Regions from separate parts of the Mus musculus genome. Here all the other regions are linked to region 2. The links are chromatin contacts, called in public Hi-C maps. All regions are on one chromosome and are shown on one strand. Each heading gives the region's core, a stretch centred on a gene start, on an enhancer-like site or on the middle of the called end of the contact. The rest is flanking DNA. Distances are from core to core; before and after follow the strand shown. Region 1 holds the start of Ado (2-aminoethanethiol (cysteamine) dioxygenase). Region 2 has its middle 18 kb from the start of Gm31416. Region 3 overlaps Gm40681 (a long non-coding RNA gene).

The links. A called contact is a pair of places that touch in the nucleus more often than the background predicts.
Region 1: a contact with region 2 is called in a Hi-C map of LSK cells, with 6 times the contacts expected there. The contact joins the promoter of Ado here to the enhancer-like site in region 2. A contact is called at or near these places in 5 of 39 promoter capture datasets (the C10 cell line, embryonic stem cells, hippocampal neurons and 2 more), 5 of 484 Hi-C or Micro-C datasets (CD8 T cells, LSK cells, Th1 cells and 2 more), 8 of 115 datasets of contacts at active chromatin or transcription factors (the NIH/3T3 cell line, astrocytes, bone marrow-derived macrophages and 4 more) and 3 of 9 other capture datasets (adipose tissue, embryonic stem cells and liver).
Region 3: a Hi-C map of pre-B cells shows a contact between it and region 2, with 3 times the contacts expected there. The contact joins two enhancer-like sites. A contact is called at or near these places in 1 of 15 datasets of contacts at CTCF or cohesin (large pre-B cells), 3 of 484 Hi-C or Micro-C datasets (CD8 T cells, olfactory sensory neurons and pre-B cells) and 2 of 115 datasets of contacts at active chromatin or transcription factors (embryonic basal ganglia and fibro-adipogenic progenitors).

The regions. Positions count from the first base shown.
Region 1 is chr10:67,546,751-67,550,688 of GRCm38.p6, forward strand. It overlaps Ado (2-aminoethanethiol (cysteamine) dioxygenase), which reads right to left and starts at 2,205. Exons shown (of 1, transcript NM_001005419.2): 1 at 1-2,205. The coding sequence starts at 2,023. The coding sequence ends at 1,253.
Region 2 is chr10:66,850,812-66,854,329 of GRCm38.p6, forward strand. No RefSeq gene overlaps it. Among named protein-coding and RNA genes, the nearest start is that of Gm31416, 18 kb to the left of the region's middle. Within about 2 kb of position 2,115, at least 144 of the 459 cell types and tissues checked have an H3K27ac peak or open chromatin away from gene starts, as enhancers often do. A contact at or near this core is called in CD8 T cells, LSK cells, the NIH/3T3 cell line and 5 more, where this site is marked.
Region 3 is chr10:67,759,274-67,762,829 of GRCm38.p6, forward strand. All of the region lies in intron 1 of Gm40681 (a long non-coding RNA gene), which reads right to left. Among named protein-coding and RNA genes, the nearest start is that of Gm40681, 17 kb to the right of the region's middle. Within about 2 kb of position 1,353, at least 38 of the 459 cell types and tissues checked have an H3K27ac peak or open chromatin away from gene starts, as enhancers often do. A contact at or near this core is called in pre-B cells, where this site is marked.

The sequences.
Region 1 (3,938 bases), core at 955-3,454, 700 kb after region 2:
AGCAGCCTACTTCCAGAGCCCCTCCCAGGGTACTACATGCTCTCTACCTCTTCCTGCAAGAGAAGGCAGTAGTAGGCAGCACTGGCTCTTGTTTAAGGGAGTGCTGGGAGGCTATCTCCCGGCAGCACAGCTGGAACCACACAGCTCCTCTGCAGGCTCCCTCCACAGAGAACGCAAAAAAACAAAAACAAAAAACCAAAACAGAACAAAACCAACAACAACAACAACAACAACAACAACAAACAGTCAAGAGTATCTTTCTCTTCTTTCCTAGGAAGAAGCTGGAAGTAAATACGAGTATGGAATTCAACAGGTGGCCAGGGCCTTTACATTCAGTTATTTGGAAGCATAGCAGATTCCGCTCCTCGGAATCGTCTGGTTAGAAAACACATAATTATTGTATCATCTTTGAAGCACGTCAAGGAAAAAGTCAGCTGAGGATAATAATCGTCTTTGCTTTAAAGGCAAATCCCCAATAGCAACAAAAAAATTTGTTTAAACGACAGATCTTGAGACCCAAGGGAAAGACGAGCTTTAAGGGCCTGACAAGAGAATTCGCGTATGTGACCTTCTTACTAAAGGTTACCTGAGTACACCAGAAGTGGCTACCAAGCCAGGGGAGGAAAGACATCGTCCTCAACACGCACAGTTATGAGGGTGAACCCCAGTGCTAGAAAGATGTCTTTTCAGAACTCCTCACTTTAGATGCTGAGTAGTTTGTGTGTGTGTTTTAACCAAACGAATAACTAAAAAAAAAAAAAAAAAAAAAAAAAAGAAAACAAGAACAATTCAAGGTCATGCACAATCAGTAATAAATTAAACTATTAAGGAGCAATCGTGGGCAGGAGAGAAAACAAATCTGAGTCACCGAAGGGAAGAGGGATTCAAAACTACTTAGTGTATTTTGTAGAGAATGAGAAACAAAAATGGTTTCATTATGGCTTTAGGATGGAAGCGCTTTAGGGTCCCTGCCCGGTTCCCTTAAATCAAAGCCTTGGTGGCACTGAGGATACCAGGAATCAACCTAGCCTTCCGCCCACCCGCCCCCATAACCGTGCCCGGTGGTGGCTGTACTCCAGTGGGCCGTGTTCCCCAAGGTTCCTCAAGATGTGGCGCTGGTCACTCCAGTAAATCCATCGTCCAGGCGAGGGGGCGGAGAGAAGAGCCCTTATGGAAGATAGAGGGCAGCCAGGCCTTTCTTGAGCAGGGCAGGGTACATCTTTGGCCCACAGTTCCCCGGGCGGCAGGAGCTTCAAGGTAGGACCTTGGGGCCTGGATAGGGCTCTCCCTCGCACCAGAAGTCGTCGGCCTGTGGTGTCTCCAGGAGCCACACTTCTCGGGGAAGGTCGCAGGCAGAGCCGGAAGCCTCCTTGGGTCTGATGGGCTCCACTACACGGTAATAGTGGCAGTCCCGGCCGTCCTCCGGGTCGTAGGGTGGGGCCAGGATGTCCAGGAAGGCAGCTGGCCCGTCCACGGCATCAATCTGGTGCAGGTTGTCCCGGTGTGGAGTGAGCACGCAGGGCCCACTGGCCTCGGTGTACTCGGCCCGGGAACGCAGCACGCCCGGTCGCACGGCCTCCCGCTCCAAGGGCTGCAGCGGGGGCTCGAACTGCTGCTCTGGCGGCGGCCGCCGATGCCCGGCCCCCGTGTCCAGCTTGTCCATGCAGCTGATGCGGACCGTGCCGTACAGCACCTTGAGCATACCGTGCATGCCCGGGTGGTCGTGCAGCGGGATGCACGTGCCGCTCTTGAGCAGGAACACGCCCAGGCTGAAGCCCTCCGTCTCGTAGATGTGCATGTAGGTGACCGGCGGGAGGTTGCGGGGCAGCGGCTGCGGCAGCGCCTTGCGCGGCGCGATGTTGAGGTCCTCGGCGCGCACCTGGGTCAGCAGGCTCTTGAGCAGGCTCAGGTTCTCCGGGAAGCCCGGCGCCGGCCCTTCGGAGCCCGTCGAGCTGCCGCGGAAGGTGAGACACGCCTGGCGAGCGATGCGCTGGATCAGGGAGGCCATGTTGTCGCGGGGCATGCTTGGCGCTTCCTGCGCGGCTCGCGGCCGGCCCGTTCCGCCTCTGCGCCGCCCCTTGCGGTCTCCGGCGGCCGCCACGGCTACCCGCGCGGACCCCCGCGCCAGGCGGGAGACCTCCCCGCAACAACCGGCCAGCGGGGCGCGCGGGGCCGCCTTGCACGGTCGCCCGCTTAGCGCGCCAATGGTCGGGCGCTTGCCCGCGCGCGAAGGCGAGTGCGCACGCGCACGGCCGCTACCCGCACTCACGCTCCGGGGCCCAGACAGGCGCTGGCGCGGGCCGTGCCAGGCGCTGCCTCACGCGCGGAGCTCCATTCACGCGGCCCACACCAACGACTACAGCCGGGCGCGGCGGGAGCGCCGCAAGGCACGCTGGGATGTGTAGTCCGAGCCTGCGCTTGCGCGGGGCACGAACGCGTCCTGCGGAGCAGGGGAAACCAGGATTTTTTTAAGAACTTGGCAGAAAGCGAGCAGCGCGTTCGTTTTGCAGAGCCTCAGGGTGTTTACTTGTTTGATAAAACTGAACTATTATTGCAAGAGATATAGCCAGTTAACTACAACTCCCGCCATCCCCGCAGTCGGGGTGACATACTTCCGGCAGCTGGTGGAGGCTTCTCGCCGCTGGGAAAAAAACGGCACAAGAGGGTCGTTAACCTTCTTGTGCCGCTAGGGCCTGCTGGGTCACTCGGGGTCACCTTTGACCCTTGCTCCCTAGGAATGAGGTTTCGGGGTCAACCTTAGCTGCTCGTAGGCCACACTGTGTGCGCCGTGGAGATCTGTGGATGGCGCTTGTCTATTTTTCTGTTTCTTAGGAGGTGAATGGGGTCGGGCGGGTAACCAAAGCGGTCACCCAGCACAGCTGTGCGCAGCTGTTGTTTGCCTCTGGGCCTGATGACGCTGCTCCTTGACTCACTGATAGCGGGAAGCTTTGAGAGGCCATTTGCTACAGCCAAGGGTTCTGTATACTAGTGGTTATCCATCCGTAGGGCGCCCGAGAAACACCAGTTGAGGGGCAAGGGGCGTTTTGTCAGAATAGATTATCGCTGTCATGAGTCTCTAGAGCAATGCAACTATCGGGCTGGTTTATGAAGTTAGGTCACCGCAGAGTGATTATTCTCTGGACTTTTTGCAGACGTAGGTGGTGGCTGGCAAAGGAAGATAGTAGATATTATGAATTTAAATCTTACCCTTGAATTTAAGGTCTTCTTGGACTTTCAGAATTAAACATGGGTTTATAACTGCAGTGGCCCAGGAAATCCTTTTCAGTTAAGAAGGCAGGCTTTTAGTGTGTATGTGTGTGTGGGTTTTGCATCCTAGCCAGTAAGTGTGGTATTCCAGGTACCTTGTTAAATACATTAAATAATGAGTTTTATCTTAGTAATACCCTCACAGAAACTTTTAAGACGTAGGCACTGACTGTATTATTCCCCGCCTGTACACGAGAGATTAATTTGCAGGTGCGCATTTGGAAAAGACGTAAGTGCAACTTAACGAAACACAGTTTGAATTGGTGTAAAAGGAACCAAGGGACACAAGGACGTAGCTTCTGCAGCTTATTGTGGTGCTCACAAGCTGTGGCTTTCTGCACAGCGTACCTTTCCAAGTCCTCAGTTCATTCCTCCAAAGAATGCTGGGTTTGATGCATCCAGACTTCTGAGTCATTGTTTCTCACCCAAAGTCCCTCGGTAGCTTAAAGGGCGATTCTAGACGTTATACCCCAGGGCTTCTGATTCAGTATTGGGGTGAAGGATAGAATTCTGGTTGAGAGGTGCCCACTGAAGTGGTTCGAGGTTCAGCACCCATGTTGGGGGGGGTGTCACTGTGAGATCTGTAAATGGTGAGCCAACCCCATTTACATTCCACAGTAAGAGCAACTATTTGGCTACGTAAATGGATCCTTAAGATTACTTGTGTTTGA
Region 2 (3,518 bases), core at 865-3,364:
CCTCTCCTACCCTCTTAATTCCCTGCCCGGATAAACCTATTCTATACTATACCTTCATGTGGCTGGTCCCTCAGGGGGAAGGGATGCCTCAGCATAGGCCCACAGAGGCACCCCCTTCCCCCACACCTGACTACACCTCCACCAAAACATATTCCTTCCTCTTTTTATCTTTTTATAAACACATTAATTATTACAACTGTTTTATTGTTACATTATCCTTTGAGTTTTATTTTGCTTTTGTTTTGTTTTTTTTTTTTCTTTGTCTTGTTTTTTAGAATTATTTATTTTATGTGCATGAGCAAGCCACTATGTGGGTGCTGGGAACTGAGCCCAAGAGCAACAAATGATCTCAAGTGCTGAGTCATCTTTCCAACTCCCTTGAGGTTTGGGGGATTCTTTCTAAAGATTTATTTTATCTTTCATATGTATGTGTGTCTGTATAAGTGACTGCCGTGGGTGGACAGGTGCCTGAGGAGGCCAGACGAGGGCATCAGACCCCCTGGAGCCGGACTTACTGGCTTGTATGAGGTGCTGAATGTGGGTGGCAGGAACCATGCTTGGTCCCTCTGAAAGAGCAGCAAGCGGTTTTAACTGCTAAGGCAACTCCCCAGCCATTGTTTGGGTTTAGTTATTTGCTTGTAGTGAAAGTTTCAATTTTGCAACCAAGAATGAAAGAAGAAGAAGAACATAATTCTGAAGCAGGATCTGCCGCTATATTCATTTTTATGAACTACGCCTAATGGTCATTTGCATTCTGGGGTGAAAGCATGTGCTATGGGGTCTTTCTTTACTTAATATATTTTATTATGCAGAAAAATGAAATTCAAATAAGAAACCACATTCCTTGAAAAAGAGAAAAATGATGGAGACCATGACATCTGACATTCATTCTATGTATGCATGTGTGTGCCTGTATGTGTGTGTGCTGCATGTGTATGTGTGTCCACATGTGTTTTGGGGCTTGCGTGTGCATGCATGCATATGTGTGCACATGCATATGTGCACAGGAGTGCATGTGTGTTCCAGTGTGTGTGTACATGTGTGTACTGCATGTGGTTGGGTGTTTGTACATGTGTATAAATGTTCAAATGTCCAGAGGACAGCCCCCAGTCACTTGTCTGTCAGGAGTCACACTTGTTTTTTACACAGGGTCTCTCCCTGGCCTAAAGCTCAGCCTGGTTTTTGCTATCTCCACGTCCCTAGTACTGAGATTACAAGCATCCATCATGAGATTCCCAGAAGATACCAGTTTCATGGGGATGCGTTGCTTCTAGAGGTCAAGCTCAGGTCATCATGCTTGCAAGGCAAGCACTTGACTAAGCCACTTCCCTATCGCCTGATACTCACTTCTGATGGTAACAGTCAGCTTAGTGTTCAAATAGCATAGAGCGACAAAAAAGAATAGAGCAATTCCCAGTTCCGACTGTAAATACAGACAGTGATAAACAGGTTCTAGCCAGGTTTGTTTAAATCAAGGGCTAGAGGCAAGCAATACTGGTCAAGACCCGGTCCAGGCCACCATCAGCTCAGATGCAGTCTGCCCTGGGAGGTGATCTGATAAGCTCTCAAACTGCGTTAAATCTCGGGGCTGGAGAGATGGCTCAGAGATTACAAGTACTGGCTGCTCTTCCAGAGGTCCCTGGTTCAATTCCCAGCACCCATGTGGCAGTTTATGTTTGTCTGATCCTCCAGTTGCAGGGGACCTCATACAACCAAAAAGTCATGCAAGCAAAACATCAATGCACATGAAAAATAAAATAAAATAAAATAAAATAAAATAAAATAAAATAAAATAAAATAAAGAAGTCATCAAAAGGAATCTTTTTTTTAAACTGTGTTAAATCTCTTTCAGGAAAGCAAACCCCTCCTCTGAGGGGCACCAGGCTCGTAGCTCTTCCCTTTTCCCAGCATGAGACTTCTGGGGAAATTCCAGTTTCTTGAAGACCATTGATTCAACAGTCTGATAGCCAAAGGGGGGACCCCAAGGGCTTCTTTAGCTTGCCTTCATTGCTGCCAGGACAGGCACAAAAGGAGAGTTGCTGTCTACACACCAACCCGTGACCTACTCAAACAGTGAGGAGAAAAATGGAGACAGAAATAGAAACTGCTTCCTCCTGGCACCCCAGCCCAGCTGATGATGTCTTAGTCATTGTCATGTGCGGCTACAGACTAACATCTGAAGACAGAGTCGGAGGAGGTTGTGAAATAAATTATAATATAGTCGGTTGGTTTTTTTCTTTAATCTGCTTTAAATTTTGCACTAAGCAAACCTTAAACAAACAAACAAAAATCTCGAAAGTAGGAAGAGAGGTCACTTTTATTCAAGGAGACAGAGCAGTTAGTTACCAAAAAAAATACCAGCTTTGCTAGGCGTGCATTTTAATTTGCCCTGCATTGCGTTGTTATCACGAACAATCACGAAGCAAATTGTAGGCAGATGCCTCTGGCTGTCCGAAAAGCGTATCAAATGAAAGACAAAGTTTCCTTGGTTCTTAGCAAATGTCATGAGGTTTTTGGGCAACGCTGAAATGCTCAAATGCAATTGAGAATGATAATCAGGTCTGCCAGTAGGGGGCGCGCAAACCAAATTTAGAAAGCGCTTCGAAATGGGCGTTTACGGAAGGAACGGATTAGGGAGCACAGCAAACTAAAGAGCAAAGTCAAATCTTCAGGGTAAAGCTTCTGCCATCTGTGCGAGAGCACAGATCTCAGAAGCTTAGGAGGTGGAAGGGACAGCTGTAGGTAGAATGCAAGACAATCCATCTAACGCCCGTTATTATTTACCCCTTTATTTCTACACCCTATTTTTATTTTGTTCATTTGGTTGGTTTTGCTCTTTACATAATGCTGGGTGTCTGTCTCAAATGCCAGCTAATAAGCACGTTCGTCAGCTAATAAGCACGTTCCTCATTTCTCCCATACATCTGATCTGAGTTTCATGATTCCTAGAACTCTTTAGCCTCTGTCCCCTGACCCTCAGGTTGTAATAACTAATTAACTCATATGCAACTTTACTGTTTTTTTTTTTTTCAAAACAAGGTCTCACGTATTGTGGGATAGCTTCCAAGAGTGACCCCGAATTTCTAATCCTCCTGCCTTCACCTCCAAAGTGTTCCAAGAGTTTGGATTACCTGCTTCACCACAACGCTTGGTGGCGTGGTGCTGGGGATGGAACCCAGGGCTTTTCGCATGCTCAGCAAGCACTCTTTGAGCTACTACACCTGACGCTCTGGCTCTTGCAGAACTTAAAAGACATCCTTTGCTAACCAAATCACTTAAGTTTTACTGGAAGTGAAGCATAATGTTGCACTCTACTAATCAAGTATAGATTGCTTTCCCTTGAGTTAGGCAAAATTCAATCTTGTTTAAAAAAAAAAAAAAAGACAAGAGTCCTTCCTCTGCCTACAATTTACAAATCCATCTATTTTCAACAGAGTCCTTCAAAATTCTGCACCAGCTTTTCTCCCAATAAACAACAGGTCCTCGTCTCCTAAAATAGTTTCGGGCATGAGGGCTGA
Region 3 (3,556 bases), core at 103-2,602, 910 kb after region 2:
CTAGAGTCAGACTTCCAGTTGACAAGGTGTCAAATGTCGCAATCAATTGTTCTGTGCCGTGGCTTTCCCTTCTGTAAGATGGACACAGTCTGTAACACCAATGCCTTGACTATAGCAGTGAGTGGCAGAGACGCCCAAGGTACACAGAACATGGCCAGCACTAAACAGTCTTCAGGATTGTTTAAGTCACTCTGTAACCAACACAGCCTTCAGACCTCTTTTTCTCTGGCCCACAGAATGGATAGACGTTGATTAGATAATGATTTATTAGGTACAGATTCAGTAGCTTGCTGTAAATGCCATTTCTCAGTGTATTATAGATAACCAGACACCATGCTACCTGAGGCTATAGCACACACTTGCAAATTCAGGAAGTGTGCATGCCTTGCTTTAATGCTAATGCCTCATTACCTAACAGGTAGGAAGGGCTAACTCTTGGTTAAGTATTTTTGAACACATACACACACAGAAAGACAGACAGGCAACACACAGACACACAAACACACAGACACACATATACACATACACATACACATACACATACACATACACATACACATACACATACATATACATATGTGTGTACATATATATATATATATATATATATATATATATATATATATATCATGCATGCACATATACACACACAGAAACACACACACATAGAGACAGAAATACACACGCACATACCCCACACACAGAGAAATATACGTGTGCACACACACACTTTGGCATAACAGCCTTTTTAATTGAGCATCTTCACGAGAAGGAGTTCACAACTGTCTGTTTCTATTAAGATTTTTCTGTTGATTGTTGGCATTTAATTTGACTATAGAATCCAAATCTATTCCTCATCAGGTTTTAAAATCCTCATTCAACTTCTCCATATAGAGAAAACACTAGTCCAAACTTGACAATAATAATAATAATAATAATAATAATAATAATAGCAAGATTCTCAATCATGTTCCATTGTTGTGGAGCCTGCTAGCATGCACACACATATGCTGGCACTTTTGTGGTGTGATTGGAGCCTCTGGTGACTTGGAATGTAAGTTCCTCAGACAATCGTTCAACCATCACGGCTTCAACCCTTTGGATCCTGAAGAGCTTTCCACAGCTCCCACATATTTCTGACTTGACGGCACTCATAGGCAGCAGCCGCCTCTGTTTTTAATTGGCCCTTTGGTGAGGATGAAGCTGGGCAGGATTAACAGTCACAGGCTGGATCCTGAAGGGGGAGATGTGTTTGGAGGATGGGGGTCACAGAAATCGAGCCTCACCTACTACATACAGCAGAAGGCCAGACACAGCCCAGGTCCACACCCAGCCTCTCCTCCTCAGGATGTTGCTCAACATCCCTTGGGGGAAGGGATGGGGGTGGAGGACAGGCAGTGGCTAATTTAACATAATCAACATGTAATAAACTCCATTTTGCTTTTAAAGTAACAAAAAGAGAAGGAAAAAAAATCCCTTAGTGTAGTTTCTAGACTTTTCAGTCGTAGCAGGAAATGGTGCCAGGGGAAGTTGAATTTGCAAGGCCCCACTCAGCTGGAACGCCTCCCACCCCCACCCCCATCTTCTCCAGATTGAAGATCTTCAATTCCAATTTCAGTATCTCTCCTTTCTCTCTCCCCCTCTTCCACCCCTCCCCCTCTTCCTTTCCTGTTTCTCCCTCTCCTTTTTCTTCCCCGTCCCCCTCCCCCCTTTTATTATGATCTTCTTGGAGTTCCAGTAAAAAGTAATAAATCCTCTCTTGGGGCAGGGGAGGGGTGCAGGATCGCATTTTGCTTGTGACCCCTGGTGATATCCTCACCTCTTAAAAAAGGGGGGGGGGTTCATGGGTCCAAGTTAGTCATCTCTGTTCCTTAGCCAGTCGGATGTATTAAGTTGTCATCTTCATAATTCTTATGTCACCAAAAACCTTCCATGGGCTCAGGAGAAGGGAGCTTCTTTCTGAGACCCTTGAGGTCATGGTAATTAAATCCAGTCAAACTCTCTGCCAGGCACAGTGCAAAATGAACTGGACTCCACATCACACAGAGAATCGGGTTTGTTATAAGAGATGTGGGTCCCGTCATGCCTCCTCCTTCCAAGTCCTAGAACACAGCTCCTTACACTATAGATCAAATCACTAAACACGGAGGTCACGAAAAGCCAAGGAAACCGTAAAAGGGAAGGGTTTCTGAACTCACTGACAACCGAAAATTAATTCCGTATCAAACCCACAAGCAAACCAAGGTGCGTCACATGATTTCGCCACAGCACACGGTTCAGAGCCCTGCTCCCAGCACGGCTCCCGGGACACATTAAGGAACACTGCACAGAATATCTCAGCTCAGGTTCAAGTCCACTCTGCTGTTTTAATGTGCATATCATTTTCTATTCTTATAGTAACATTTCCTGGCCAAACAAACAAATAAACCAACCTTAATATTTTCCCACCAGCATAACTTAGAATGTATCAAATCAGCTTGTCTTTGAGTTGTATTATGTGATAACATTTAATTCAGAAAAAAAAGAAAAAACTACTGTTCTAAGTTGCTGGCTGGCTTTAGTTTTGTGAAAACAAGTTTTCAATGAATTTTGGCTTGAGATTAGGGTACAATTGAAAACAATGTCTGAAAGGACCCTGATCATATGTCTGCCACTTTTGTAGTATGAATTTATGCGGGGTGGTATTCTCAGCATTGAAGATTATGAAGTCAAATGACCTATGAACTCTGAAAAACACTGAAGATGCTCTATAGAAATACTCTGCGGTATCAGACATTCAGCCAAGATTTAGTCCTTTATGTAAAAATAGACATACATGTTCACCAAGTTGGTATGCAAATTTGCTTTCATGTTTAATGAGTGGCAAAATTCTATATGTATCAAATAACAGTTTTAAATTAAATTGCTTATTTAGTTAGTAAATAAATTCTGATTATCATGCCCATTTTCTATGCCCATGTACCTGAGTTCATATAAACATTTCTTAAATGGAAGCCTTCTTGGTCTAGAATATTAACTCTGTGGCAGCCACCCAGCCAGATGTTGCCACATGTAGGGAAGAAGGCATAGCTCTGCTCTGGAAGGACTCAAAGTCTGACTAGGGGAAGCAAGTTCCATCTTGCTTCATAACGTCATTCACAAGCTCAGTTCTTCAAGCAACACACAATTCGTTCTCCCACGGATTTCCTTTCAAGCAGAATCAAAATTTATTTAGACACGTTTTGAATATAGATCTTTTACATACGAGTCAATAGAGGGACACTCATGGAGAGGATAAGAAAGGTCCATATGTAGGTATTGGTTTCTCAAGGGAGTTATTCTCCAATGGCTTCGCTGGACAGATCATCTTGGTCCAGCTTCCTTGGGTGTCCCTGAATCAAGGTGTCTCACGAGACTGCAGTCAAGACATTAGCCAAGACTCTCATCCTCCAAGACTAAGATGAGGCTGAAGAGTGTGTTTTGAGATTATGTGAATGCCTCACTCTGTGGGCCTCTCTATAGACAGCCTAACTGTGCTCTTGACATGAGAGGACTGACCCAAGAGAGAAGTAGATGG